2 separate regions of the Mus musculus genome follow, and region 2 is linked to region 1. Evidence: chromatin contacts called from public HiCAR-type data. All regions are on one chromosome and are shown on one strand. The core of a region is the stretch at or near the end of the contact, and the rest is flanking DNA. Distances in the headings are between cores, read along the strand shown.

The links. HiCAR-type assays count read pairs that join an accessible place to other places.
Region 2: a HiCAR-type map of astrocytes shows a contact between it and region 1, with 5 times the contacts expected there. The contact joins the enhancer-like site here to the promoter of Gng12 in region 1. A contact is called at or near these places in 10 of 39 promoter capture datasets (the 3T3-L1 cell line, the HPC-7 cell line, cancer-associated fibroblasts and 5 more), 2 of 15 datasets of contacts at CTCF or cohesin (CD8 T cells and the NIH/3T3 cell line), 36 of 484 Hi-C or Micro-C datasets (the AML12 cell line, CD4 T cells, DN2 thymocytes and 25 more), 12 of 115 datasets of contacts at active chromatin or transcription factors (the HPC-7 cell line, astrocytes, a beta-TC-6 cell line and 7 more) and 2 of 9 other capture datasets (liver and pancreatic islet).

The regions. Positions count from the first base shown.
Region 1 is chr6:66,895,138-66,897,669 of GRCm38.p6, reverse strand. It overlaps Gng12 (guanine nucleotide binding protein (G protein), gamma 12), which reads right to left and starts at 1,273. Exons shown (of 5, transcript NM_025278.5): 1 at 1,143-1,273. 4930597O21Rik (a long non-coding RNA gene) reads left to right here. Exons shown (of 3, transcript XR_003956381.1): 2 at 653-1,625; 3 at 2,510-2,532.
Region 2 is chr6:66,931,094-66,933,625 of GRCm38.p6, reverse strand. The region is part of intron 2 of Gng12 (guanine nucleotide binding protein (G protein), gamma 12); the gene reads right to left. Among named protein-coding and RNA genes, the nearest start is that of 4930597O21Rik, 8.2 kb to the right of the region's middle. Within about 2 kb of position 1,260, at least 31 of the 459 cell types and tissues checked have an H3K27ac peak or open chromatin away from gene starts, as enhancers often do. A contact at or near this core is called in astrocytes and forebrain, where this site is marked.

The DNA of each region.
Region 1 (2,532 bases), core at 24-2,523:
TGCCAAGCAATGGTGCAGCAGGGTGACCAGCACTCTCAAAACACAGCCAAGCTATTGCTTTAAACATTGAGAACACACAGACACAGAGCCTGGCTCTGACAACATCCAAAAGATTCATTATAGACAATCTATTCAGGAGACGCTACGATCGCCCCAGGAAATATAAACAGTGTCTAAAGAGCAGTGGGGAGAGGAAATAACTGACCGGAATGAGACGAATCATGTGAAGTCCGTCCAACAAGGCCTAAGACATCCCCAGTGTTTCCACTTGGAGCTGCGTTTAAACGTGCCCTGGCACATGGGCACAGATCTCCCCTCCAGCTCAAGCGTGGGGCTGCGTCCTTTCCTACCCACTTGTTTGTGCACAGCCACGCCCGCACAGGAGGACCACGAGACCACAGGCCTCGGCAGATCCTTCCAGCTGATTTCCAGTTGCTTAAAGTTTAACAAGAATCACGGCTCCCTTTGTGAAAGTTAAGTCAAGTTTACAAGGCATCCACAGACTTAAAAGGATAAACGAGTGTCAGGAGACACTAGCAATGGCGTCTTAAAATGAAGTTTAATTGACAGGCCCTAACTAAAATAAAGAGGAGTTTTTTAAACCCACGGGCTAAGCTTCAGGCGCTACATTTAAAAAAAAATATAAAAAAAGCACACAAGGCTCAAGTTTGAACTCCGACCTTCCTGTTCCAGTCACCGCCGCAGGGTCCCTCGTGAAGTGTCACCCGAATTCTCTCCACGATCAGCTCCTTACCCGCCGCCACCCCCCTGTGAAGACCCAGTACCGAGGCTGCCAACCCACGCGCGTCTAGAGATCGGAGGAGGGGCGTGCGTGGCGGCTCCGACCGGCTCCTCCCGCACCACCGCGACCTGGCGGCTTTTCCCGGGCCTTCCTCCGGCGGGGCGAGGCCGAGCGAGGCAGCTACGGAGACCCAGCCTCAGGGGCCACTCGCGCCCCAGCGGGCTCTCGCGTCTGTGGGCCCCGGCTGGCCTCGCTCCCACTCCCCTTCCGCGGCCCAGAGCGCCCGCAGCACGCGCTTCCTTCCTCCGCTCCCTAGCTCCAGCCCGCTGCCAGCCCGCGGGACCCACAGGCGGCCCCGAAGTAGCGGCGACCGCCCCGCCCCGTCCGGTCCCGGCGCTACCTTGGCACTCACTCTTCGCCGTCGTCGCCGCCGCCGCCGCTGCTGCCGCCGCCTGGGAGTCCGGCTCTCCGCGCTCCCGGGACCGCCCGACCTCTCCTCCCTACTCCGCTCCAGCTCCTCCCCTCGCGCGTGGGCGGGGCGCACGGCCCGGTGGGCGGGGCTGTCGCCGCCACCCCCTCCGCTCTGGCCCACGGGCATGGGACGTGGTCGCCGCGCCCAACTGCGGCCGTCGGGGGTCAGGACACGCGTGCCCGCGGCTGGGTTGGTGCAGCTCGCTGCGGTGCGGTGGGCCCGGGCAACCACGCGAGGCCACCACCATACATCACCACCAGGACCACACACCGCAGTCCCCAGGCTGCGAAGATGAGCTCTGCCAAACCCCACACAAAAGTGGGGCTCTGATCCAGAAAGGTCTGAGGAAACGGCCACCGTCATATTTAAAGGACTCTGGGGCAACAGGGAGGTTGTTTCCCAGAAATGGAGGTAAAGCCAGATTATTGAATGTCCCAGACCGGACAGAGTACTGCATAATAAATTAATTGGACAGGTTGTTTTTTTGTTTTGTTTTGTTTTGTTTTGTTTTGTAAGCATTTAGAGTTTGGCAGGTTGAAGGGCTAGTTTTGCTTCCACAAAAGCTGCTTACAGCCATTCAACAAAACGAAGCACCTGTTGTGTGGGGTCAAGCATTATGCTAAATGTGATAGGAGATACCATCAACCTGAGGGGGACTTGCTTAAGTCCTGTAGAGATGGATGTACAGAAATGGTAACACTCAGCAGTTGGCTAGAGTACTCCAAGGTGTGAGTCACTAATAATCATCGTGATCTCTTTTTAAAATGATGCTACTATTGGGTGAGAGCAGGGGTCAGTAATTGGACTCAGTGCCAAGGAAGGGAGGGAGGGAGGGAGGGAGGGAGGGAGGGAGGGAGGGAGGGAGGGAGGGAAGGAAGGAAGGAAGGAAGGAAGGAAGGAAGGAAGGAAGGAAGGAAGGAAGGAAGGAAGGAAGGAAGGGGAAGGAAGGACGGTGGGAGGGAAACATGTTGGGGGTTGGGGGTGGCAGAGTAGGAGGGGAAGTTGGGTGTGATCAGGATACCTGTATGAAATTGTCAAAGAATAAATAAAATATATTATTTAAAAGATCAAACAGAAATAAATAAGTACTAGCATTGGATGAGGATGCACTGTTGAGTGGGTCTTGGGGATGCTGGGATCTAGGTACTGAATCCCACTGAAGGCTTTAAATTCACTCCTGTTTGCACTCTTACTCAAGAATGCCTTGCTTGGCCAGTGTGGTCTGAGCAGCCTCCAGAGGATGTTCTTGTTGAGGTACAAACCACAGCCTGCCTTTTATTTCCTACTTTCTACAGTGTTAGGAAACACTTGGCTGATT
Region 2 (2,532 bases), core at 11-2,510, 36 kb before region 1:
AGCAAGCTCCAGTCTTGAGGCCTTCAAGTATATTCACTTTTCTACTGGGACCATAAGCAGACACCTACTCCTGCCTATCTGGTTTCTTCTGGTCCTCCAGGTTTCTTCAGAAGAGCCCTCCTCCACATTGCTTTGCTATGTCAGTGTAACTTCTGATGCTCTCCTTTCTAGCTATTGACTTACATGCCTCTCTCTCACTGAAATGAAAACTCCATGAGCAAACAGACTGTATGTTTAATGATGTACCCCAGGGCCTGAAATGAAGCCTGACAAGAATAAGTATCTAATAAAAACTGTATTTAGTTTATATGCATGTGGGGAGGGAGGGAGGGAGGGAAAGAGAGAGAGAGAGAGGGAGAGAGAGAGAGAGAGAGAGAGAGAGAGAGAACTTGAGCGCAAGCAAGCACACATGCTCGAATATGGGCGCATGCATGTGGCCTGAGATGCTGAGAACAGGTGTCTTCTTCAATCAATTTCCAGCCTAAACCTCAAGTTTACTGATTTGGCTAGACTGGCCACCAAGCTCTGGGGTCCACCTGCCTCCACCACCAGTGCTGCTTTGCCTGGCTTTTACATGGCTGCTGGAGTTTGGAAACTCAGGTCCTCAGGCTTGCACAGCAAGCACGCTGCCCACTGAAGCATCTTCCCATCTCCCACAGGTACTATAAATTGGCCAGAAATATTTTCTGTTGAACTGAGTTTTAGTTAGTACTAGGAAAATGTTTCTCATTTCCAAAAATGACAAACAAACAAACAAAGAAACCACATAAATAAATAAATAAATAATGCCATGTTGACTTGCAAAGAAGTTATATGAGTTCAATAGAAAATATCATGGCTATAGTGGAAATGTTTGGTAGGCAACTGCTGTTCTTCAGTCCCCTGTCTCTTAAGGCCTTCAGGCTTTGCTACTTTAACATTACATCCTATTTGCCCTATCGTGGTGAGGAGCACAGCTTCTTCCAGCTACTTCTAAATACTGCTGGCTCTGATCTCAGTGCCAAGTGGGTTGCTCCACTACTTTTGTTGCTTGGTTCAATGAAGTTTGGGGCCAACAGCCACTGAAAACACTGTAGAACATTAAGAAAACACTGTAGAACATTAAGAAAACTCCTGGGAGAGGGAGTTTTAGAAACAAGCACAAACCCTTCCCAAGTGGGTCCTTTTGGGTTCAGGCAGCTTGGCTGATATCGGTGCCTTTCAGAGGGGCAGTGTTTCTTCTTCATGAATGAGTTCCATTGATGAGAACACACTAAGTAGGCAGTGTTAGCTCTAGGGACAGCCACTCTACCCTGGCATCTGTCGGGGTAGTAGAGAAGGGAACCCCACAGAGACCACTATTTCCCATCATACTTTCACCTCCCTTTGTTTGCCTCACTAAGGCGGCTCAGTCAGCTCCAACAAGTTAGAGCAAGTGCCAACTGGCTTTTCTTTTTTCAATTGGTTTTCGTTTTACATTTTATTTATTTTTGTTGTGAGGTGGGGGCTGTGGAAGTCTGGGAGTTCAGCAAGTACTGTACTTGGTGAACCATCTCACCAGCTGCTCTTCCCTATCCTTTATGTTTGCTGTAAGACGGGGTCTCTACAGCTCAGGCTTGCCTAGTACTTGAAATCTACCTGAGCCAGTGTCCTGAGTGCTGGGTCTGTAACAGAACACAGGTCTATGACAACCACCTGGTTCATCTCTTCCTCTTTCTTTTTATTTTTATGTGCATTGGTGTTTTGCCCGGATGTACGTCTGTGTGAAGGTGTTGGATCCCCTAGAACGTGAGTTGTAGGCAGTTGTGAGCTGCCATGTACATGCCGGGAAGTGAACCTGAGTCCTCTGCCAGAGCAGCCCGTAGTCTTAACCACTGAACCATCTCTCTAGCCCCTCACCTGTCTACTTCTTAAAGCATAATCTTTCTGGAGCTTTTAAAGGTGAGACTTTGGGATTCTTTCTTAAAAACAAGGCATTCTTTTAAAAAAATGTTTATTGTATTTATTTATTGTGGTGAAGAGGTACACTCATGCCCTAGCATGCATGTGGAGGTCAGGAACAACTTGAGGGACCACATAGGTTCTGAGAATCAAACTCACACCAGACATGGCAGAAAGTGCCTTTGCCCACTTAGCCATTTTGCTGGCCCCCAAACAAGATACTGTGTTGCGAGTGAGTCTTATACACTGTATATTCAAATGCTGATTCCTGTGTCCAGAGATCTAATGACACTAGCTAGCACCGTTATGATTATGGAACCATCTGCTATACCAGTGTTGTGTAAGTATCGGACTGGTTGATAAGAAGCTGGTCAGCCTATGGCTGGGCAGAGGAGATAGGAAGGCTGGACTGTGATCCCAGCCAGGGGTCCCATGGAGAAGGAGAGGAAGGATCATGAAGAAAAAAGAGAGAGACCCAGTGGAGAGACCAAGAGGTGGCCATAAGGCAGAGGGTCTAAGAGGAGTCTTAACAAAGCAGGTTGCCAAGGGATTCATCATGAGGACACACATGGAGCAGAGCAAACCAGGGGCAGACTCAGATTGAAGGTCAAG